Regions from separate parts of the Mus musculus genome. Here all the other regions are linked to region 1. A link is a contact called in public ChIA-PET, HiChIP or PLAC-seq and Micro-C data. All regions are on one chromosome and are shown on one strand. Each heading gives the region's core, a stretch centred on a gene start, on an enhancer-like site or on the middle of the called end of the contact. The rest is flanking DNA. Distances are from core to core; before and after follow the strand shown.

Evidence for each region. Hi-C and Micro-C count contacts between places; a contact is called where the count stands out from the background. ChIA-PET counts read pairs in DNA pulled down with a chosen protein or histone mark. HiChIP or PLAC-seq counts read pairs in DNA pulled down with a chosen protein or histone mark.
Region 2: an H3K27ac HiChIP or PLAC-seq map of extraembryonic endoderm stem cells shows a contact between it and region 1. The contact joins the promoter of Aff4 here to the promoter of Vdac1 in region 1. A contact is called at or near these places in 4 of 39 promoter capture datasets (cranial neural crest, hippocampal neurons, liver and 1 more), 3 of 484 Hi-C or Micro-C datasets (cortical neurons, embryonic stem cells and forebrain), 20 of 115 datasets of contacts at active chromatin or transcription factors (the NIH/3T3 cell line, T-cell acute lymphoblastic leukemia, acute myeloid leukemia and 14 more) and 2 of 9 other capture datasets (liver and pancreatic islet).
Region 3: a contact with region 1 is called in an H3K4me3 HiChIP or PLAC-seq map of bone marrow-derived macrophages, with 8 times the contacts expected there. The contact joins the promoter of Hspa4 here to the promoter of Vdac1 in region 1. A contact is called at or near these places in 1 of 39 promoter capture datasets (hippocampal neurons), 1 of 484 Hi-C or Micro-C datasets (embryonic stem cells), 37 of 115 datasets of contacts at active chromatin or transcription factors (the 230-238 cell line, the SCID.adh cell line, T-cell acute lymphoblastic leukemia and 24 more) and 3 of 9 other capture datasets (adipose tissue, embryonic stem cells and macrophages).
Region 4: a contact with region 1 is called in an H3K4me3 HiChIP or PLAC-seq map of embryonic limb bud, with 4 times the contacts expected there. The contact joins the enhancer-like site here to the promoter of Vdac1 in region 1. A contact is called at or near these places in 1 of 39 promoter capture datasets (embryonic stem cells), 1 of 484 Hi-C or Micro-C datasets (the N1E-115 cell line) and 14 of 115 datasets of contacts at active chromatin or transcription factors (the NIH/3T3 cell line, bone marrow-derived macrophages, craniofacial prominence and 8 more).
Region 5: a Micro-C map of embryonic stem cells shows a contact between it and region 1, with 5 times the contacts expected there. The contact joins the promoter of N4bp3 here to the promoter of Vdac1 in region 1. A contact is called at or near these places in 1 of 484 Hi-C or Micro-C datasets (embryonic stem cells), 4 of 115 datasets of contacts at active chromatin or transcription factors (bone marrow-derived macrophages, double positive thymocytes, embryonic stem cells and 1 more) and 2 of 9 other capture datasets (adipose tissue and liver).
Region 6: a contact with region 1 is called in an RNA polymerase II ChIA-PET map of memory CD8 T cells, with 188 read pairs. The contact joins the promoter of Sec24a here to the promoter of Vdac1 in region 1. A contact is called at or near these places in 2 of 39 promoter capture datasets (liver and pre-B cells), 3 of 484 Hi-C or Micro-C datasets (CD8 T cells, pre-pro-B cells and regulatory T cells), 15 of 115 datasets of contacts at active chromatin or transcription factors (the 230-238 cell line, the SCID.adh cell line, astrocytes and 10 more) and 3 of 9 other capture datasets (adipose tissue, liver and macrophages).
Region 7: a contact with region 1 is called in an H3K4me3 HiChIP or PLAC-seq map of the SCID.adh cell line, with 12 read pairs. The contact joins the enhancer-like site here to the promoter of Vdac1 in region 1. A contact is called at or near these places in 2 of 39 promoter capture datasets (embryonic stem cells and pre-B cells), 4 of 484 Hi-C or Micro-C datasets (the Ba/F3 cell line, CD4 T cells, CD8 T cells and 1 more), 15 of 115 datasets of contacts at active chromatin or transcription factors (the 230-238 cell line, the NIH/3T3 cell line, the SCID.adh cell line and 12 more) and 2 of 9 other capture datasets (adipose tissue and liver).

What each region holds. Positions count from the first base shown.
Region 1 is chr11:52,359,368-52,362,589 of GRCm38.p6, forward strand. Vdac1 (voltage-dependent anion channel 1) reads left to right here and starts at 1,484. Exons shown (of 9, transcript NM_011694.6): 1 at 1,484-1,785.
Region 2 is chr11:53,349,121-53,352,342 of GRCm38.p6, forward strand. Aff4 (AF4/FMR2 family, member 4) reads left to right here and starts at 1,647. Exons shown (of 21, transcript NM_033565.2): 1 at 1,647-2,009.
Region 3 is chr11:53,298,752-53,301,973 of GRCm38.p6, forward strand. Hspa4 (heat shock protein 4) reads right to left here and starts at 1,728. Exons shown (of 19, transcript NM_008300.3): 1 at 1,309-1,728. The coding sequence starts at 1,415.
Region 4 is chr11:53,251,008-53,254,229 of GRCm38.p6, forward strand. No RefSeq gene overlaps it. Among named protein-coding and RNA genes, the nearest start is that of Hspa4, 48 kb to the right of the region's middle. Within about 2 kb of position 1,439, at least 35 of the 459 cell types and tissues checked have an H3K27ac peak or open chromatin away from gene starts, as enhancers often do. A contact at or near this core is called in the N1E-115 cell line, embryonic forebrain and embryonic limb bud, where this site is marked.
Region 5 is chr11:51,649,389-51,652,610 of GRCm38.p6, forward strand. It overlaps N4bp3 (NEDD4 binding protein 3), which reads right to left and starts at 1,685. Exons shown (of 5, transcript NM_145974.3): 1 at 1,290-1,685. D930048N14Rik (RIKEN cDNA D930048N14 gene) reads left to right here and starts at 1,566. Exons shown (of 4, transcript NR_027958.1): 1 at 1,566-1,825. It overlaps Gm30058 (a long non-coding RNA gene), which reads right to left. Exons shown (of 2, transcript XR_388627.1): 2 at 2,702-3,222.
Region 6 is chr11:51,755,372-51,758,593 of GRCm38.p6, forward strand. Sec24a (Sec24 related gene family, member A (S. cerevisiae)) reads right to left here and starts at 1,463. Exons shown (of 23, transcript NM_175255.3): 1 at 706-1,463. The coding sequence starts at 802.
Region 7 is chr11:51,803,618-51,806,839 of GRCm38.p6, forward strand. No RefSeq gene overlaps it. Among named protein-coding and RNA genes, the nearest start is that of Sar1b, 42 kb to the left of the region's middle. Within about 2 kb of position 1,749, at least 254 of the 459 cell types and tissues checked have an H3K27ac peak or open chromatin away from gene starts, as enhancers often do. A contact at or near this core is called in the Ba/F3 cell line, CD8 T cells, the SCID.adh cell line and 9 more, where this site is marked.

The DNA of each region.
Region 1 (3,222 bases), core at 234-2,733:
CTCGCTGAGTTTTAGGTAAGTGCCTTACCAGTCCTCTGCATCTCCATTCATTTTAAATTAAAACCAAGACTCCCAGGGCGCTGAACGGAGGTGGCGCACACCGCCTTTAATCCCAGCACTTGGGAGGCAGAGGCAGGCGGATTTCTGAGTTCGAGGCCGGCCTGGTCTACAGTGTTAGTTCCAGGACAGCCAAGGCTATACAGAGAAACCCTGTCTCGGGAAAAAACAAACAAACAAACAAACAAAAAACAAAAACAAAAAAAAAACCCAAAAAATAAAACAAAACAAAAAAAAAAACCAAGAAAGACTCTCAGGGCGAAGTTCCGAGAAGCCAGACTTTCTGCCCACCCACGACACACAGCCCTGGGCATCAGGGCTCTGGGTCAAGTGTTAAGATTCTTGGAGACAAATCTTGTGTCCCCAGGTCTTGTCCTTCCGACTCTGCCTCCCTGTACGCCCCTGTGACTCAGCAGCTTTCCCTGCCTGGCTTTAACTCCGGGAATGGGCTGGGTGTTTGTTGCCGGGTAGATAGAGCTGCAGACTTGGGAACAGGTTCTTTCTAATGCAAAGCAAGCCCTGTACCACGGAGCTATCTGTTTGCCCACATTCTATTTCGAAGGGCTTTCCCTCATAGTCTTAACTAGATATGGGCTTAGGCCCCCTTACATTCCCTCTCCTCGGCCTCTCTCTCTCTTGGTTCCCTTCCTTTAGCCCACGGAACAGCATTTTCAATCTAGAGTGGCTGCGGATGCCCAGCTGTCTTGTTCAGCTACAGCAGGTTGTGAGCAACCACCTGGCGTCTCCTCTACTGGACCCCAAATGCCTGAATTCTCCTCGGACGTCTGTTAGTAGAAGGCAAAGGGTGTGAAGTCTTCACTCACATGTGATTTCACAAACTCTCCAAACCTGATTTGGTTAGTCTTGGTGTGGCACGCTCAACAGGGCAGGAGGCCACGTGCTGAGACCAGGCTGGGAAAAAGTGTCCGCCCTCTCTACACTGCAGGAAAGCAGACATCCAGAACCCGCGTGACCTCACGTAGCGAGACTCCGCAGTCTCACAAACCCACTTTGTCTTTTTTAATTTCTTAAATGCTTGGGAAATGGCGGAAAGAGGCTTTGACACTAGGGAAGATTGCACGCAACTTTACAGTGCGGAGCCGGCTCTCGGGAGAGTTTAATTTGCAACTGACTCGCTGACGCACGCGGGCGTGTCGCAGGCTCCGGAAATCAAGGTTGGAGCAGAGGGGACAGTAGCCGCTCTGACCTATACAGCGCCACTTCCAGAGCCCAGTGTCCCCACTGGGCCTCCGAGTGACTTGCAGCCTCGGCGACTCCGGCGACACTATCCGCTGAGGTCCCTAGGCCACCGCTCTGTGTGCCGGAAGCTCCCCTCCCCCTCTTCCCAAATGCTTCCAGCAGCCTGGAGGCTGCAACAGTGACCCGCGTGTCCCCGCGCACGCACACACCTCACGCACGTCAGACCCACGCCTCCCTATCGCCCCGTGCCAGAGTGCACGCAGGCCTTTACGCGCGGCCACACATGATCACAGAGCCGCAGAGGGCGAGAGCGCGGCTCGCGAGTGGGAAGAAGACCCCGAGACTGGTCTGGGCGCTGTCCGGGGTGGAGCCGAGGGCGGAGCTTCGGGGTCCGGCGCGCAGAGCTGGGGCGTGTCCGCGCCGCCGCGATCTGCGCCGCTCCGCCCTCGGCCCGTTCGCTGCGCTCCCAGCCTCCTCGCCGCAACCCCCGCCGTAGCTGCCGCTGCTCCCGCCGTCACCGCCTCCGAGGTAGGCGCAGCGGAGAGGGCCTGGGCTATGCCTGAGTCCCCAGGGCCTCGGGTCGCGCTCCTGGGAAGTCTCCAGGGAGGCGATCGAGGGAGGTTCGGGCGAGGGCGCTGGGCCTAAGCGCTTGGCCCCGGGAAGGGTGAACCAGGGACGATCATTGCGGGCCTGGAGGGGCAGCGGGCTTGTAGAGGAGGCCTGGAGGGCGGGCGCAGAGCGGATCTCCCAGATTCTAGCTCGAGCGTTCAGAGCACCTGCATTTGGAAGCCAGGGGCGGTTCGAACATGCGAGGAGCGGAAGGGCAAGGGCGGCCGCGTGGAGGCCCGGCGGGCCGCGGGTCTAGGTGACCTTCCCGGCGGCGCCCTCTGGCTCTAGATCCCGTCGGTGTGGATCTGGTAGAGACCCTCCCACGGCCCAAGCCCTTCCCCACCAGCTCCAAGGGCCTGTGCAGACCCAGCTTCCTCCGCCGAGAGGACGAACTCCAGGCACGGCCATGCCCTGGATCCCCCAGCCCCTACACGCCCTAGCCGGCCCACGCCCGGAGTAGGTGGCGCCGGGTCCCTCCCGCGCATGCCAGTGTCTTCCCGGGCGGAACGGGCTGCCCTGAGTGGACTTAGGCCGCAGGAACAGGGACCTGGGCCTGGACTGAGAGCGAGACCCCATAGGGAGCCATACGCTTGGCCTCCTTGGCCTCGGGGACGGAGTCCGTGTTCTGTGTCGCCAAATGCAACTGTGCATTCTGGAAACTGTTTTCAGGGCCTGACATCAGATTGGAGGCCCGCAACTCTACACGGTTTGTCCAAGGTCACACTGGTAGGAAGATTTAAAACTTCAATCTTCTCATCTGCGAAATAGGAGCAATTATATACACTTCACTGAGTTTGGGGGAAAGAATAAAATGATCCGATTAACACGAAGCCTTGGGGCATGCACAAGGACACCTTAGAAACCTTGACATTTGCCTAGGAGACCTAGGAGCTTTTGGGGAGGGTTGAACTCATCCTCCACAGACTTTTATTTTATTTTATTTTTTATTCCACATGGTGTACAGGAAGGGACTCCATGAATATACAGGCGTATTATTTTAATGCCATTATTACTAATGTCAGAAGCAAGCATTTGTGCAGCACCAGGTATTGAGTCATTGGAGAATAATTCACGAGACACTGTCAGTTTGCAGATTGACAGCTGTCAGGCTGGAGCACTAAATCTGACTGCAGACCCAGAATGCAGGAAGAGTGTGGGCTTAGCTCAGGTGTGTGCTGTCCAAAACTTCTCTTTCCTTGACCAGAGATATGGGTGAGGGGCTTAACTCCGGCTTGTTTACTAGCAAGCCAGGCATAACTGCGGAGGGCCTGCCTGCTTTTCTCGGGACTGACAAAACTGAAGGGCCAAACTCAGGCTTGTCTTCAGGGACTTGGGTGGGACCACTTGGCACACATT
Region 2 (3,222 bases), core at 397-2,896, 990 kb after region 1:
GATGAACACAGAACTCTGCCTCCCCAAAGTAATAACTAGCCCTTTCCCATGCCTCCCCCCCCCTTTTTTTTTAGTTTGAAACAGGACTTTGTTAAATTACTTAAGTTGGCTTCAAACTTGCTATACAGTTTAGGAATATTTGCTGAATTTGCAATCCTCCTTCCCCAAGCTGCAGAGTAGCTGAGATTACATCCATGTGTCTCCATCCTCAGTTTGGGCCCCTGTTGTAGCATTCAAGTGGCTGTCTATATGTGAGTGTGATGTGTGAATGTACCTGTTAAGGAAAGATATATATGTGTGCTACAGGGATAGAATTTAGGTCACCAAGATTGTGGGCAAGTGCCTTTAAGCCACTGAACTATCTCACCACCACCAGTATTTTTCATAAGGAAGTAGAAAAGATGGCCAGGCACACTGATACACTTCTTTAATCCCAGCACTTAGGAAGCAGAGGTAGAGGCAGGCAGATCTCTGAGCACCAAGCCTGCCTGTTTTACAAAGTGAGATCCAGGGCAACCAGGGCTACACAGAGGAAACCCTATGTAAAACTTAAGATTTATTTAGTGTTTTTCTTTTTGAGACAGGCTCTCACTATATATCCTTGACCTGCCCAGTGTTGGATATGTATATCAGCCTCACAGAAATCTTCCTCCCTCTGCCTCCAGAGTGGTGGGATTAAAGGTGTGCGCCAGACCATACCTCGATAGTGGTTTTGAGACATGGCTTAGAACTCGTGTGTAGTTGAGTGGATTTCCAAACTGTGAAATTACAAACTACAAATAACGAGTGAAGTGTTTCAAGATGTTAGAGGTGGAGAATCTGCATGAGGTACCATCAAATAAAGAAAGCAGATAAGAGACATGGGACACCAATGACAGGATTGTATGTTTTTCAGATGTAGAGGAAGAGGACACTTTTCTTGCGCTACTATTACTGGATTCTAGGAAACCTTAAAACTTTGTCTAATTACTGATTCCAATTAAATTATGGCTTGTCTGGACTAGCAGGATGTTAAGAGCGATGGTGTTTGTGTGTGTGTGTGTGTGTCGCCGTGTGTTGTTTTGACAGGGTTTTCTTAGTAGCTCAGATTGGCCTTGAATCCACTAAGTAGCCCACAGAGGCTGATATTTATTTATTTACTTATTTATTTATTTATTTATTTATTTTTTTAAGACGATGCAGGGCCGGCTTATCCTCCCACAGTAAGTCACACGCAGCAGTGGACGACGTCGCTGCGGACCTCCACGTCATCCTTCCCTCTCTACTCCTGCGGTGCGCTGCGGGACACGGGCGGCAGGGCCTGGGCCTTCACCTGCACCCCAAAACCGGTCGGCCGGGCTGCGCCCCGCCCCGCGGCGCCTCCCTAGCGGGCTGCGCAGGAGGGCGTGTGCCCCGGGCCGGGTTCTGTCCCCGGGTCTGACGCTGGTGCGGCCCCGCGGAACCTGCTGCGACCCGCGCTTCGCATCCCCGCTCCCCAGCCCCGGGCCCAGGCGCCCCCGCACGTCAGCCCGCGCGTCAGCCCCGCCGACGCCGCCTCCAGAGCAGCAGCAGGGCCGCAGCCCCCGCGCTGCCTGCGGGAGGGGCGCGGCCTGGTCACGTGACGCTCGCAGCAGCCCGGCCCTGGTCACATGGGCCGCGGCCACTGCGTCAGTCCCAGTCCCGGCTGCGGGAGTCGAGTCGTCGCCGCCGCCGCCGCCACCGCCGCCCCCAGCGGACGGGGCGGGGATCTTGGTGCCAGGGCCCCGTCAGCCCGCCCCCGCCTCAGTCACCCGTCCGGGGCTCGGCCGGGCCGTCATGGAGCGGGGCGGAACCCTGGCGTCCGCGGTGTGAGGTGCGCCGCCTCGGCTCCCCGTGGCCTCCGGATCGGCCGCTGCCCCTCGCCCCAGGCAGCCGGTCGCCGCCTCCTGGGCGGGCCCGAATGCGCGTCCGGTGAAGGTGCAGGCCGGGCGCCGCCGCCGCCGCAGCCGCGGTCGGGAAATGGTTCGGGCCTAGCGGAGCGGGGACTGGAGGTGAGAAGCCGCCTGACTGCCTGCCTGACTGACTGACTGACGTCTGAGGCGCGGCCGCGCCGCGGGGAAGGCGAGGCTCCGGCCGCTGACGCTGGCGGAGACCCGCGGGGCGGGGGGCCCCTGGATCCGGCTTCGCCCTACGTTTTCTCGTCCCACTTTCTCTCCGAAATCAATTTCAAACAAGAAAAATCATTTTTTTTTTCTTTAAAGGCCAAGCCGTTCCCATCCGACATTCCAGACGCCCATCATCTGGCCGTTTCTTCTTTTTTTCCTCCCCCCCCCCCCCCGTTGTCCCTTCCTCCATTCCTCCCTTTGATTCGGTCGGCGGATTTATCCTTTGAAAAATTTTTCCTTCGTCTGACTCAAGTCATTCCTAGTTAAAGAGAAAATAGGCCCAGATTCTGGCTATCATTTCTCAACTAGTTCTCGCCTTCCTTCTCGCGATCCTGCGCACCTCCCCCCACCCCCACTCTCCCACCTCCCCTCCACCGAAAGAAAAAAAAAAGGGGGGGAGGCTGGGGGGGTGTTAATTTCCGTCCTTGATGGTCGATGGGGTTTGAGTGGAAAAATGGGAACCTGGGTTGGAATAGGAGAAACCCTCCTTCCCGCTCGGAACCGGCCTGGTACCTGGCGATCGCCATGGCCGGGCTTTGGGTATTGATGTTTAGGCCTCCCCAGCTGCCTGTGCGCAGGGTTAATCTCGTAATTGACGTCAGTGCTTTGTTCCTTCCACTTTGCTGTTGCTTCCCACTCTCTGAGAACGGATCATGGGGTACAGGAGCCCAGGGTGTTTGTGGGGTCTCCTTATTAGGCTTTTCATTCACAGATGACACCTTTATGGGGAGTCGAGAGCCCTGATCTGAAAATGGTTGTGAGTGAAGTTCGAACCAAGAGTTCGATTCAGGGTTCTCCGAGTTTCGTCAGTTGCAAGTCAGAATTCTGGTTTTTCTTCCCCGCTGAGGTTTTAAACTGAAGCTAGCCTCCTTTCCAGTGCCGGAATCTAAGCCCTAGGTGCCCGTGAATAGGCTGTTTGTGTGACATTTAAAATGTGTGCTTTTTGTGGAGCCGAGGTGGTGGTGGGGGGAGGTTCAAAGCTTAAAGCTTTGTTTCCATGTTGATTCTCCGAAGCTTTATAAACTCTTTTGTTTGGATGGTCCTTTTAACTTATCAGTATTGAAATGTTTATGAGATTCTTTTTAATTCGAGATTTGAT
Region 3 (3,222 bases), core at 478-2,977, 940 kb after region 1:
TGCTTGTTTTGTATGCATGAAGCCCTGGCTTCAAGCCCCCACTGTACAGCAAACTGGGTGTTGTGCCTGCACACCTGTACACTTGGGAGATGAAGGGAGGAGGATTAAGAGTCATTCCCAGACACAAAGTTATTTCAAAACAGTCTGGGAGACAGGAAACTGGCCTCAGAAGGTTGGTTAAAAACAAGATAAAAACAATGATCTGGGACTGTGAACCCAAAAACAACAGAGCTTCTTCCAAAGTTTACCTAAAGGAATTCAGTAGATTAACATCTTTTTTAAGACAAAGCTTTCTTTTCTGCGTAGCCCTGCCTATCCTGAAATGGTCTCTATGAACCAGGCTGGCCTCGAACTCACTGCAGCCTGCCTCTGCCTCCCTGCGAGAGCTGGGATTAAAGGCCTGTGCCACCAGCGCCAGATAAATAAAATTTTAACGCACCTGTAATACCAGATTCTAGCAGACAGAAGCAGAATGAAAATTTTAGGTCATCCTGGGCTAAATGTGGGGGAAAAAATCCTACATATATCTAAAAAGTAGACTCCCTTTTACTCCAGCAAGCTCTGAGTGAGTCTTTTTTTTTTTTTTTTTTTTTTTTGCAGATTTGTCTATACTGGTCCCATAACTTCATGTAAGTTCTAGAAGTCAAACAGAGCCCTTGAGTCATGCATTAACAATTGTGGCAACCTTCCGGCTGGAATTCATTAGCATGAAAAACTAACGCTGTTAAGGAATAGGTGAGCAGCCTGGGTAAGGAATGACCCAACCTAACTCAATATCCAAAAACGAATGAAGGGAGTTAAAACGCTATCAAGAAAAGCATGGACTTTATTCAGGGCCTGCCGTGGGTACTCAGACTCCACATCTTCCGGGCGCCACCCCGCCCCCACTCACGTGGGACTCAGAGCGCTTCCCAGTCCCGAGGCCACAATCTTGCAAGTTAACTTTTATTAAATGCTCGCCGTGGGCCGAGTTTGAACCTCTATTGGATTCGACGAGCTCAGCAAGCCCTGGACCTCGTTTCAGACCGAACCACCCAAACCCTCCCCCCCCCCAAAAAAGGAGGTGAGAGCGGTCGGTCCATCCCACGGTCTCAGGCCCGCCTTCTCTTTCAGTTCCTGCTCCTGCCCTCCGCCGATCAGAGTACCGGCTCAAAGCCTTCGTTTGGCCCGCGCGAAAGGGCCTCGTGCCTGGCGCAGGCCCAGGATCCGAAGCAGGTGGCAGCCGCGGGCGACCCGGCACTCGGCGGGGGTCTCCTGCGGACCCTCGCCCGGAAAGCGAGGCGACCCCGCCAGCCAAGCCCCACTTACGGCGTGCAGCGGTCGCTATACTCGTTAGCGATCGTCTCGATGCCGCCGGCGCGGGCCACAGCGACATAGCAGCTCTGAAAGCCCAGGTCTATGCCCACCACCGACATGGCGCCGGCTACTGCTCCGGCTCGGGCCCAGGGCCGGCCGCCGACACTGCACACGGAACCCGGCGGGGTTGGCGCGTGGAAGAGGGCGAGCCGCGTGGGCCGGTGGAGCGCCGCGGCTGGGCGGGCGAAGCCGGACGACCGTCCGCTAGGAGGCTTGGGGCTTGGAGAAAGACGGGGGCCTCTACCGCTCGGGCCGCGGCTCCGGCTCCACGGCCGCAGAGGAGGCGCCGGTCGCGGAGGCGGAGAAGATCTCGAAGGCTCTCGTTGCAACAGGAGCAAGGTTGCAGCGCGAGAACTGCGCTGAAACGAAACGTTCTCGCGAGACCCCGGCTCAGACGCTTTTCCTCCCAAGGCTCCTCCCGTCTGACGAAGTCTGGCGTCACGTCCTGGCACAGGAACCGTGAAAGGAAGTGGGGGGACGGAAGCGGTCCGACGCGAAGTGGGCCACTGAGCCTGCGCGGAGAAGCCCCCCACAATCCTCCCTGAGCTGCAGGGCGCCTCCCATCCAGAAGTCAGGCGAGCGGGAGTGAGACAGTTCTTCGGGGAGCTGCATTGAACCCACTTCCGCCGTGCTCGTCACCGCGGAGGGACTTCCGGCAGTGACTTTGCAGGCTCTCTGCAGGGTTTTTTTTTTTTTTTTTAAGGCCCCACAGTGAACTCGAGTTAATCCTGCTAAGGGCGCTAAGGGTTTCAGCTCGGCTCTACGTAAAACTCAGTATTAAAACCAAGCGCTAACTAAAAGAATCCGAAGCCACGCTTCCACCTACTTTTAACCACTCACTTCCCGTGATCAGACGAGGGACCTTTCAGTCCTAGGTGTTTTCCCTGAGCTGGACACAAGGGTCCAAATCACATGCTCCGTGGAGTGGGAGGTCTAAGACCAGTGTCACGTTTATGTGAATGCTAACACATTATTATATAGAGTAGGTGGGGAGGGGACAGAATGTCCTGCAGGACAGTCCTCAAGGATGACCTTGAAATTCGGAAGCTCTTTTCTCCTTAGTGCTGGGACCCACTTACAGCCATGCCCCCACCCTGCGTTAAACTAAAGAATCTGAAACTATAGTGACCACTACGTTAGCCAGTTGCGGAAAGCTGGAGGGGAACCAGCTTCAACGCGTTTCTGATTATTACCAACCCAGAGTGCAGGAGGAAGATCCTAAGTTTCCCGGTTTCTGGCTGTTTTGTGGCTGAGGATATAGAGTACAGTGCTAGAACACTTGCAGGCTCAGGGCCTTGGACTGGATCCCCAACACCACAAAACTGAAAGGATTTTTAAATTTCACTTATTTGTCACCTCTTGTTCATAGGTGCCTAACGGTGTCCAACACAGTAAACCGTGCGGGAGAGATGGCTCCACAGTTAATACGTGCTGTGAAACCATACAGACTGGGGTTTGAATCCCAATCTCGATCTGTCATCGAGAACCTAGCAGGACAAAGACAAGAGGTTAACTGGAGGGGCTCCCTGACTAGCAGCCTAGTCCAAAAACTAGAGCTCCAGTTTCAGAGAGAGACCCTGCCTCCAAAAACTACATCAGAGAGCAACAGGGGATATCTGTTCTCCCTCAAGCCTCTGTGCAGCACATGGCCGCCCTCACAGAACATGGCCGCCCTCACAGCACTTCTACACGTGGATGCACGCGCGCACACACACTCTGGATTATCACCATCAGGAGAGAGCAAAGAGTTTCTAGTCAAAGGTAATAAGTGAGGGTTAATAGCCTAAAGCCCCCAGCACCTGAGAAACTCCCTTCGGGTACTTAGGAGTAGAAAAGCTCCAGACCAGGGATCAACATGTCAGACTC
Region 4 (3,222 bases), core at 189-2,688, 890 kb after region 1:
TGTGATCTTAAAACAGATGTTAGAGTGTGTAAAATGATGGCGTGTGCTTGGGAACTGCAGATACAATTCCAACCTTGCCTTTTATGGGCACTCATAAATGTTAAGTGCGGGAGGTCTACGACGGAAACTCTGCTCTTGCCATTTTGTGTTCGTTCCTCGAGCCAAGGCTGCGTTTCAGTGTTGGTGTGCTGGTAATTACCCATCGCACCATGCAGAAAAACACACTTCCAGTCCCTGGTTCAAGGTGCATCAGAGGACGGGCCACTCGGGATCATTCTAAAGACCCCAGTCCTGGCATGGAGGAAAAGGGAGTCACCAGTTGCTGCCTTTACACTTTATACTTTGTGTGGCACATGCCATCAGACCACCACATGCCATCAGACTGCCACCCCCTCGCCAGCCTTCCAGAACCCAAATTCAGGTATCACAGCACTGGGGAGGCTGAGGCAGGAATATCAAGAGTTCAAGGACAGCCTTGGCTATATGAGACTTTGTAGAAGCAAACTATAAAGGCTAGAGAGGTGGCTCCGTGCGCAAAGGGCTTACCGTGCACGTATAAAGGCATGAGTTCAGATCCCCAGACCCCACAGAAAAGCTGGACATGGTCCTCTCTCCTCCCAGCATTCCTGTGGCAAGATGGAAACGCAAGGGCCAGGTAATGCTTGCACTGGAGTGAACAGTGGGGATGACCCTGTCTCAGACTGGGTAGAGAGGGCACGTGGAGGTCAGAGGTCACCCTCAGGTGGCCTCCCTCCCTCAGGAGGTGTCTCAGTTGGGGTTTCATTGCTGTGAAGAGACGCCATGATCGTGGCAACTCTTATAAAGGACAACCTTTAACTGGGACTGGCTTACAGTTTCAGAGGCTTAGTCCATTGTAACAGGAAGCATGGTGGTGTGCAGGTAGACATGGAGCTGGGGCCAGACAGCAAAAGGAGACTGTCTCACTGCATGAGACTTGAACTTATATAAGACTTCAAAGCCCGCCTCCTACAGTGACACACTTCCTCCAACAAGGCCACACCTACTCCAACAAGGCCACACCTCCTAATAATGCTACCCCTTTGGGGGGCTACCACAGGAGGCACCCACTTGTTTTGGAGAATCATGCCTGGAGCACAACTGATTCAGCCATCAAGGCCCAGGGGATGAATATCTCCACCTTCTCAGCACCGGGATTAGGAGCATATATCACCAAGACAGGCAGTTTTTAAAATAGATGCTGGGTGGGGATTGAACTCTGGTCTTCATGCGTATGTGACAAGCACTTTACCACCTAAGCCATCTTCCCACTGGACAAGGTTTTTATGGCTCTGAACTTCAAGCTCTTGCCAGTATCTGACCTGACTGACCTCTGCCCTGGATTCTTTTCTACCCCACAGTGCTGCCCCTTGCTCCCTGCATGCCTGGGGTCAAGCTGTCCCCCAGCCCTCTCTTTCCATTGTGCCTCTCTCAGCTCCAGGCTCAGCTGTCTGGGCCGCACTGTCCCTCTCTGCCTGATGACTGTTCATTATCCACTTATTTGCAGGCCCAGCTAGACAAAGAGCTGCATAATAGCAGCTGCAGGCCCTGTAGTAACCATGTTGCTAGGCCAGTGCAGCATCCCAGACTCCTCGGAGTGATGAACAAACCCAGCAAATAATTCAGCCTATCTATCTGTGATAGCCCCAAGTCCTCTCTGACGGTTGCCATGGCATTTGGGCCAGAGCTCCCCTGTTCCCCTGTGGATGCCCTGTCCTGTACCCAAAGCACATGGTGGGTGGGGTGCCCGCCACGCAGCCCTGCCAGATTGTCAGGAGCCATTTATTTTGTAAACTCAAATTAGCAGGAAGCAATTTTGTTAATAGTCAGAGCCACTTGATGAGTTGGCTCTGATTTAGGGCTCCTTTCGAAAGCATCTGTGAAAGCTGTATAGAGCAGGCTGAAGCTGGATCTGAACTAATGGAAATGGTGTGGCGTGGCCAGCTGACCCAGGAACAGCCCCTGAGCAGCCAGGATCCCTCATGCCAGAGAGCCATTCTCTAGTTTGAGGGAGGGATGGCTTACTATGTATGTACCTGAGTCAGAACGCTGGAGACGACAGGCTCGGTTAGAAAGGACAACTGGGGCGGCAAAGGTAGTTCAGGTGGTAGGGCTGCTAACCCAGCAATGATGAAGCCGTGGGTTCAGTCCCCAGCACAACATAAACTGGGCAGAGTAGTGCATAACTAGGATCCCAACACTTAGGACATAGAGGCAGATTGAGTTCAAAGTCCTCTAGTGGATCTGAGTTCAAGTTTGAAGCCAGCCTGGGTTACATGAGACCCAGTCTCAAAATAAATAAAATGGCTAGCCTGTACCTCAGTTGGTAAAGGTTCTTAGCTAGTGCACGTGAAGCCCTGGGATAGAGTCCTGTGTCACAGAAGGAACAGAAAGTAGCTCAACTCCAGCCCAGAGGCTAACAGCCACTTCTCCCAGGGGGAGGGTTCTGCAGTTGCTGGGCCCTCTCAGGACTTACCCTGGCTTGCTAGAGACAGGAAGGAAGGTTCTCCTGAAGCTGTGGAAGCTCGGGACTGCCTGGGACCTGCTGAGACAGGGGAGGGTTTCAGGCTGATTCCAGGTAGCATAAATGTCTATGCCAGTCTCTGTCAACCCTGGTATATTGGTGTCTGTATATGCTGCTTGCTGTCTGTCTACCCACTCCAGTGTCTGTCTACCCCAGTGTCTGTCTATCCCAGTGTCTGTCTACCCACCCTAGTGTCTGTCCACCCCAGTGTCTGTCTACCCACCCCAGTGTCTGTCTACCCACTCCAGTGTCTGTCCACCCCAGTGTCTGTCCACCCTAGTGTCTGTCTACCCACCCCAGTGTCTGTCCACCCCAGTGTCTGTCTATCCCAGTGTCTGACTACCCCAGTGTCTGTCCACACCAGTGTCTGTCCACCCTAGTGTCTGTCTACCCACCCCAGTGTCTGTCCACCCACCCCAGTGTCTGTCTACCCACTCCAGTGTCTGTCCACCCCAGTGTCTGTCTATCCCATGACTCTTCAGTGTTTACCCTAGTGTCTACCCCAGGTTAACATCAGTGCAAGAGTCTTCGTTATTACCCAGTAACACCACACTTTAGTGGTCAGATCTCTAGGTGTGTCTTAGTTACTTGCATCCAAGTACTTGACAGAAGCAACTTCTGGAAGGAAGGGTTGGTTTGGTTAAGGGCGCTGCCCATCCTGGTGGGGAATTGCATGCATA
Region 5 (3,222 bases), core at 435-2,934, 710 kb before region 1:
CTGGAATGTCCCAACTCCAAAAATGGGGACAGCCTGAGAGGCGATGGGGGCAGCTGGCATACCCTACCCCCTGGACAGAATTATCCACATTTTGCTCTATGTCCAGTGCTTCAGTGTTTCTGAGCTCTTCTATTTCACAATGTCACATCGTCTCCACACTAGTCGGTGGAGCACGGCATAAAGGACCCTATCTACACATAGGGAAACTGAGGCTTGAAAGAAGGAATCACACGCTGAAAGAAGACTCCGCTTTGAGGACCAATCTGGATTCCCACAGTAAAGCCCTCTATACTACACCCAGCTGTCCCAGCTAGGGGTCACCTTCCACTAGTATACTCTGCTGTCTACGTAGCCTGCCCAGCCCCCCATGCTTGTTTCTCCCAAGGGCAAGGTTGAGAGGGATGGAACTTAACCCCCCTCCCAGAGATCCCTCCTGCCCGCCCTGGGGAAAGAGGTAAGAAGAAGAAATAGTGGAAGTGGCGCAGGTTTAGGGACTCTTGAGCTCAGGAAACTGCTAGAGGCGGTGTCGGGAACTAGCTGGTCGCTTTCATTCAGTCTTGCACATACACACCCACACGCAGCCAGTCGGCAGAGAAGCCCTGCTTGTGAGAGCCTGGGAGGAGGCTCATCTCTAGGTCCAGGAGGGCCTCCCGCCTCTGCTCCCGCCCAAGGACAACCATTCCCAATCTGTATCTTTGGGTTGGGTATGTCCCAAGCTCCCATCTTAATACTGAGATACCTTAAGAGTCCTGGTCCTTACTTTTGTCAAAGGCTAAAGTCAGGACTGGAACAGAGTCCCAGACCTTGGGACGTCCCCTGTTCGCAGGTCCCCAGGTGAGGACCAGACACAGTAGGGGGCTGAGGCAGGAAGAGGGTACCCTGAGGGTGAGGGCAGGTGAGTGGTGTCCCCGGGAAGGCGGCAGAGAAGACAGGTTGGACATCCCGGTGGAACTGCGCCCAGGAAGGCTGTGGAGGAAGCAAGGGATCCCAGAACTACCGGAGGCCCTCCTAGCTACCCAGGGGGCGGGGTGGGGTGCACGTCTCCCGCCCGCCGTCTGTGGGGCCTGCTTAGAGCTGGTGCAGGGGGCGGAGGCCGAGGTCAGACTCCTGCGCCAAGGGCGCCTGCCCCTCCTAGCTGCGGCGTGGGGATCGGGGCGATGCTCCACGGAAAATGCATTTACAGGTCAGCCTCGTGCGCGGGAGCAGAGGACACCGGGGCGCGCACAGCATCCTGCCAACCCCCGCCGGGTGTCCGAGAACGACCTCAGCGACCCGCCCTACCCACTTACCATGCTGGCTCCGTGAATCCTAGGGCGCGCTGCAGTCCCCAGCTCGGTCTCGAACCTTTCTCTTCCCAGGCTCTTCGGGAACGCGCGGGAGCCGGATCGGCGGGCAAAGGACGCACTGGGCGACACTCGTCCGCTGGCCCCAGAGACGGAGGGAAAACCCGGCCTGACTCACCCGCGCGGCGCGAGCCCCAGCGCCCAGCCCGGCCCCCGGATGTGGGGGGCGGGAACCGGCACCGCCCCCGAGCGACCTGAGCCCCGCCCGGGCTCGCGGGTGCTGCGGGGCCGGGACCCCACCGCTAGCCGCGCATGGTGCAGCGGCCACCGCGATGCGTGCTCGTTCGCTCGCTCACGTGCAGCAGCTCTGCAGACCCCAGCCCGGACGAGGCTCTAGAGCGCGCGCCGCACTGCTTGCTGCTCCTCCTTCTCCTCCTCCTCCAACTCGGGCCTCGCCCGCCTCACCCGGTTTCCTTCCAGAACCAGCTTCCAAACTGGCTTGCTGGGATGGGTTGGTCAGGTCTCTGCCGCCTCTTTCTCAGGTAAGCGCCACTTTCCTCGTTTGAGAATAAACCCAAGACGCGCTCTAAGAGCCGAAGAGGTGTAGTAGGCGTCTACAGTAGTTAGCCGCTGGACTTTTATTTTGGAGGGAGGTTGATTTACCTGTGCAGCCTTCTAGGGGCGGCAGGTTCAGATGCCTTTAGGGGCCAGACTGATAGTGTAAATGAGTCATATGGGTTGGGTAAGCCAGTAGCGGGGACGGAAACCGAAGGCTGGACACTCAGACACGTTCAAGAGTAAGAAGTTGGAACACCTTTTCTTCCTTAAAAAGTTAAACATAGATGTGGGGTGGGGTGGGGTGGGGTGGGGTGGGGTGGTAAGGGTTGTGTATGGAGAGATGGTTCAGTGGTTAAGAGTACTTGCTGCTCTAGCAGAGGACCCGGTTTTGGTTCCCAGCAACCACGTGGTTGCTCACAATCCTTTGCAGCTCCAGTTCCAGGGTATGGAACGCCCCCCCCCTCACCCCCACCCCCGGCCCCTGGGGGCATTACTCGCACTGGGTGCACATTTACTCACGCTGGCACATACACGTAATTTTGTTGTTGTTGTTTTTAAGATAAAAAAAAAAAACCAAACCAGTAAGTTAAACAGATTCATGATAGCATTTCCACTCCTGGGTATATGACTAAAGAAATCAGGTATGCCAACAAGTGCTTGCACTCAGATGATCATAGCAATCCTGTGTATAACAGTCAAAAGAAGGACACAGGTCAAACCCTCCAGCAATTAGTGAAAGGATAAACAGTGTGGTCCAACCATACAGTGGAATATTACTTACCACAGAAAAGGCATAGTGCCATTTCATGCTACAACTCAAACCTCTAACAAGTGATGGTAAGTCAAAGAAACCCAGCAGAGACCATGTGTGAACCTTTATGGACAGAATGCAGGCTAGTGCTAGAAGCCACAGGGAGGGAGAAATGAGGATGATCCTTGCAAGTTATCGGGTTTTGTCCTGGAATCAGGTGGTGGTGACAGCACTTTCCTTTTACATTGTCTTACAGAGGGCTGGGGTGTGACTCAGTAGGAGAGCATTCTCTCAGAGGCTGCTTGAGGCCCTGGGTTCAATTCCCAGTACCTTAAGTTAAAATGGATAATTTTGTATCAGGCAAGTCAACTTCATTTAAACAACAAAACATTACTGTGGCCCAGCAGGTACCGATTTGCCGCCTCTGTTTTCTATTTCTACCGTAGTCAAATGTTAACAATGGATTTTTCTCTTTAAGAAACCTCATTCACAGCACTTGGTATCTCAGTCATGCAGGGACTGCAGGTATATGGGGGAGCGGGGTTGCCTGAGACAGATGAACATTGACCATAAGAGCACACGTATGGTCTTGGGGACCTGAGGAAATGCCTCTCTGGGCAAGTAGCCTGA
Region 6 (3,222 bases), core at 213-2,712, 600 kb before region 1:
GAAGGCGTCAGGAATCCTAGAAGAGATATCCAATTATAAGATATTCTCCCGCCAAATGATAAATTATAGTGCCAGATGTACTCTCTCTAGGGTTCAGAGAGTTGTGACTAACTTACATTCTAAATGAAGAGGAGGGCCCTAGAAACGAAGCCCTAGCCATCCATCTATTTGGTTCTTCCACAACTGAAAAACTAAACAGGAGGCCCAAGGACTGTCGTAGGAAGAAGATCCTTGAAGAAAGATCCCTGCAGAGATGAGCAAGTCCTAAAGGGATCTGTCAAAGACGGAGTCATTCATTCATCTCTGCAAATTAGTATTAATAAGCACTGACCCGCCACCCCCCTGCACTTCGAGCCTGCGGACCCGAGATGAACCCTGCCCTCCAGGACACAGGACTGAGGTGGCGCATTGCGTGATGACACCCAGACACTATGACCTCCATAAGGCAGTTCTGGGAACTGATTTCGTCTACGATTCTTGTTCACCTCTTGTTTATCTCAGACGTTGCATACTGCAGGTGCTTACTGTTTGCAGGCTGAACCTATAAATACACATGAAACTGTCCCACCAGCGTGGATCTGCAGGTGCATGTCCACCGCGGCTCCCGGGTCCAGGCCGTCATCCGCCACTCCCCGCGGTAGACCTGGCTGGGACTTGTCCCTGGCCCGAGCTGTGCCGCCCTCCCCGCCCCCGTGCGGCACTCACCGTTGGTGTAGGGAGACCCCGAGGCTGAGGCGGCTCCGTTCTGGGCCTGGAGGCTAGCTGCGGCACCGCGGGCAGCGGGGATCCGGGGCTGGGCCATGGCGCCCGGGGATCTCAGGGTAAGACGGAGCCGTCGGGGTCGACCGCAGCGCCCAGCCTAAGAGCTCCAACAGGAAAACCGAGGGCAGGGACCTGGAGGCCGGAGAAGCGGAACACGCGGGGTGGCACGTCAAAGTAGAGGCATGGCGTGTCCGTGTCTTCTGCCCGCCGGCGGCCACGACCTGGCCAGGGCGCGGAGAGGCTCCGGAGTCAGGCCGGCTGGGCTGGGAACGCCGGGCTCGGAGGCAGCAGCCGAACCCGGAGAGGAGGGAGGCCCTGGGCGGAGCCGCCGGCCGCGCAGGCACAGTGGGGACACGTGGCACTTCCGGTTCCGGCTGGAGGCTGCGGCCGTGCTCTCTGTCCCCGGGGAGCTGCCCCGAGGGCACCTGACAGTCCCGTGTCCGGGCCCGGAGGACCGTGCACGGACTCGCCTGCCACGTCACGGACTCCCGCCGCCCGCCGGAAGTAGCCTGTGTCACCACTGCGAAAATACCCGGCGTGGAGAACGTCACCTTGCTGACAGTCCCAGGGGTGGTGCGGATTTTTAGAATCGATTGGGTGGGACAGGAGAGACCCGGCTCCTCTTCCGGGATTCTCTGAGGATTACCTGAGACGACCGATGTCCTCGGCTACCGCTGGTGGCCCAGCCGATGCTATGCCAGCTGTAGAGTGCAAGAGAATTTTAAAAAGAGGTGTTCAATTACGTGTGTTTGTCAAAGTGTCATGGGCGGGACATGGCGGCAATCAGGAGGTCGAGGCAGAAGTGTTCTAAGTTCGAAGGCGGCCTAGTCAGGTCAGCCAGGGCTGGAGTGAAGATGCTGGGTCAAGGTTAAAATGTCTGATGACGTTAAGGAGGAAGCTCTTCTTTTCAACTGGAGGATTAAGATTAATTTTGACGTTAGCCTGTTGGTAGCATAGTCACTCCGAAGTACATCCACCACACATGGATCGGGAATCCATCCCTCTCCTATCCCAGTGTTGACAATGGAGTCCAATGTCCTAGGGAAGCCCTTAGTTTACACTGAGCTAGGCAACTTCTATAATAACAAGTATTTAGTTAATACTGAGGCTCCAAGCCGGGCGTGGTGGCGCACGCCTTTAGTCCCAGCTCTCAGGAGGCAGAGGCAGGCGAATTTTTGAGTTCGAGGCCAGCCTGGTCCACAGAGTGAGTTCCAGGACAATCAGGGCTAATCAGAGAAACCCTGTCCCGAAAAAAAAAAAAATACTGAGGCCCCGGACTAAATAACATTTAAAATGGTAATTGTAATGGTATCGTACTCCTATAGTTCTGGATACAGAAAAGTGAGGCAGGAAGATCTTGAATTCAAGACCAGCCTGGGCAATTTACCAGGACTCAGTTTCTTTAAAAGGGGTTAGATATGTAGGTCACTCATAAAGAGTTTCCCTAACCTTGTAGGAAGAAGCCCTGAGTTCAAAAGAATTAAAGGCAGTTTACATTATGAGAGTTTACATTAAGTCGAATAATTCAAATGTCCTTTCTGGGCAAGTAGCTTGTGGGTTGCTTTTATTTTTACCCCCAAACAGACTTTCTGACTTGTAAGACCAAAGAGAAGTAGAAACTGGTTGGTTATGCAACATACTTAGTGATATCAGTGTGATCTTTAGCTACTTTGGTTTTACCTGCTCCAAGCAGATGACAAAGTCCTTCACAGATGTGTGCTGCTGATTGAAACGTATTATGCCATGAGTTTCACAACCTCGGGCGAAAGTACATCTTACCAAACTCATTTACTATCTAATGCTGGCTACGAAGTATTACAGAAAAAGAGCACAATCTAAAACTACTGTCAGACCCAAGAAGCAAGCAGTAACCACATATACAAATTTACCCTAACCTTGATTTCATTAATAGTTACCTCAAAACCATACTAAAATATATTTGCTCTGAGTGGAATTAAACAATTAAAAAAAAAGATTGTTTTATTGTTTTAAAGTTTGTTTTCTGTATGTATGGGTACCTACATAGAAGTATTTACACGCTGGTCGATGGTGGCACACACCTTTAATCCCGGCATTTGAGAGGCAGAGACAGGTGGATTTCTGAGTTCGAGGCCAGCCTGGTCTACAGAGTGAGTTCCAGAACAGCCAGGGCTACACAGAGAAACCCTGTCTTGAAAAACCAAAAAAAAAAAGAAAGAAAAGAAAAGAAAAAAAAAGTATTTTACACCATGTGTATGCAGTGCCCACACAGAGGTCAGAAGGGGGCACTGCATCCCCCAGCACTGGAGTTGACAGTTGTGACCGCCATGATGTGAGTGATAGCAAAGGAACCCTAGTCCTCTGGGAGCACAGCCGGTGCTCTTCACTACCAGCCGTCTCTCCACGCCCCCACTCCTTATTACAAGATCCAGGTAGGCTTCTTTAGGATGAAGATGAAACTCTTTGGTTTGTTTTGCTTTG
Region 7 (3,222 bases), core at 499-2,998, 560 kb before region 1:
ATGGCCTCGAACTCAGAAATCTGCCTGCCTCTGCCTCCCGAGTGCTGGGATTAAAGGTGTGTGCCACCGCCACCGCCACCGCCCAGCCCTCACCCATTTCTTACCCACCATAAGTTCTTTAGGTTCAGTACTGATTCCAACACGAACCTTGTATGACACTTGTTTTCTAAGCTAAGATTAGAGCCATCGTCCACAAGGCTCACAGACTAGCAGACCAGAAAAGCTTATTTGGAGTCAGGACTATCCTCAAAATGGCAGACTGGCCTTTGAGCTTACACACTGACACGTGTGTGGTACTGTGGGAACTCTGGTCTGAAGTAAAACTAGAACATACGCTAGGCTGAACACAGTTCAGTCGTAGAACAGAAACATGACTAAGGCTCTGGGTTCGATCCCCAGCAAAATACAAATAAAAATACAAAAGTAATAAGTGACTATGTTACAGACAAGCTGAAGTTACTGAAACAGAGGCAATGTCTACCTGAGAAGCACCTGACTGAGCCCTGAGGTGAGACTCTTGATACAGCTGAGATCATATCTGACCAGTCTTCATATTAACCCCTGGCCTGGGACTGGCTAGGCCTGAACAAGATGGTGCAGTCCATCCCATGTGCAGGGTATAGTAGAGGCACAGGAAAGGTCACCCTGGAAATGACTGCATTCAGAAAGGTGGCGGCAAGATGCTTCGACTGTTAGAAAATTGCTTCATGGCTGCCTAGTCAAACTGAACTGGACTAGATGTTTATGCTGTGAGGACCCTAGAGGATCGTGAATAGGATGCATTTGGGAGGCTGGCAGCTCACGATTGTAATCCTGTGACCCTAACAGTCTTTACAGGTGAAGCTGGTCTAGAGACTCGTCTCTGACTACTCTCAGGCTATTGAAACAAATGAAACAAGGGTCCCAAGAAGGAAAAGGTTGCAAGCCCTGGTGCTGGCTGAAGGAAGAACTTGCCTCCTGGAGAGAGATTTAATTCTGACAACTGTTAGCCCACCTGAGAGGACAGACAATGATGGGTCAGGGATGGGTGGACCACACTTTGACCACAATGGCTTAGTTAAGCATGCTTCCTTCTTGCTTTCTATTCAAACCTAAACCTCATGTCAGGGCTGAAGATGGATTTTGGGCTGGGGGTGGAGGTCACTAAAGCTCTCTATCTGCTTCTCTTCCCAATGTGGCCACACCAACTAAATCTCCTTTGTCTGTTTTCACTAATGTCTATGTATTTAATGTACTGTGGATGAGTGGCAGAGCCTGTGGTGTTAGCCCTGTCAGAGCTCAGGCTTTGACCAGAATTACTCTACTCACAATCCCAGTATTGCCACAAGTTTAAGACTAGCCTGATGGGCTGGAGAAATGGCTCAGAGGTTAAGAGCACTGACTGCCCTTCCAGAGGTCCTCAGTTCAATTCCCAGCAACCACATGATGGCTCACAACCATCTGTAATGGGATCTGATGCCCTCTTCTGGGGTGTCTTTAGACAGCTACAGTGTACTCACGTACTTTAAATAAATAAATGAATCTTAAAAAAAAAAAAAAAAGACTAGCCTGAGTGAGACCTTATGGGGAGAGAGGGAGGGTTCCAGCTGCTGGAACTGAAGAGAAGGCTCAGTGCTTAAGTGAACTTGCTGCTCTTGGTTCTGGCACTAAAGAGTCCAACATCCACTTCAGTTCTCAGGTTTCTGTGAACATCAAGTGAGAGTTTCCTGCCAAAAGACTACATTTCCCATCGTCCCTTGCAGCCAGACCAAGGAGTTCCTGGAAGGGTGGGACTACAATGTAGCTGGTAGTTGTTTCCGCCTCACAAGGAACTGGAGTACTGTCTTCTGTAGGCATTTTGGCCACCCAGACGTGGGTGATGAAATGCTTCTTCACTGTGAATAAACACGGTCTCACTTAAGGTCCGACCAAACCTCGCTCTTACCCCCTTCAACCTCTCTACAGGAAGTAACCTGACACCAAGCACGTACAGGTGCACGTACATGAGGGCAAAACACTCATACACATGAAATAAAAATAAATAGTACCTAAAAAAACCCCTTCAGCTGTTGCTTAGGCCAACACATACCTACAGCAGCCTTGTCCGCCCACGGATCCTGGCAGGTGCCCAGCTGGGGACACTGTGGAGTCTCTAGTTAGGACGAAGAGTCTCACCTGGGGAGTTGAATTTAACTCAGAGGAGGCATTCTGGCCGCACGCCCCACTCCCCACCCCCTTTCTCTTCCTCCTGCCCGGGATTGGAGAGCCTGGCTACAGGCTTGTGTGGTCCAACTTCTCTCCTTAGAAAGTTGTAAGAAAGCCGCACGGTGGTGGTGCTTACTTTTAAGTCCAGCACTCAGGAGGTAGCGGCAGATATCTCTCTGTGGGTCTGAGGCCAGCCTGACACACAGTGAGTTCCAGGACCGCCAGGGCCACACAGAGAAACCCTGTCTCCAAAAACAAGTAAACAAGAGACACCCACTTCTGCCACATGGGCTCTGACTCCCTCTCTTCAGAGCCGTCTGACTGTCCATGGCATTTAGTAAGTCTTATGGCCTCCAAGTACAATTTCTGTCTCAGTGTCCTGTATCATATGTGAGAGAATTGAGGGGTGGGGATTAGGAATCGTCTACCCTGCTCCTCCTTAGCTCCCACAAACTAGCCAAAGTTGGATTCCACCAAAGTTCAGCCTAGGGAGCCAATGACTTCACTAAAGTTACTCACAGAGTAAGGATGAGGGGGTTGCAAAGGAGTATGGGTGATCTCTGAGAAGCGGCACTAGAAGGTGGGCACAAAAATGAATGGCTTCTGTGGTTGTATACATGGAGCCCCCTTCTTTCAGGTCTTCCAAGCCCCTCCTGAAACCCCCAAGGCCACACACAGTTAGGAAAGAACACAATTATGATCAGCTAGAAGGAGTATCTGGATAGTCAGGTGAAGGTCCCAAGACCCTCCATCCCTCCTCCCATGGGGAAACCTCAACAGCCAACAAGCTCAGCTATGCCTTTGGTTGTTTAATGATATTTTGCAGAGAAACCCATCAGCATGTCTGAAGGCAGCAGCCCTTTGTCTTGGAAAACAATCCTTTATAACAACAGCCAAGACCTTTCTGGAGACAGGAAGATGATTCTTCAGCAAGGAGTGGCCAGAAGCTGTGGCTGGAGGCAAGAGCTACGTCTTTGCAGCCCAATATCCCAAACAACTGATACCAGAACCAACTAGCCCCTTGGATTCTGCAAATAG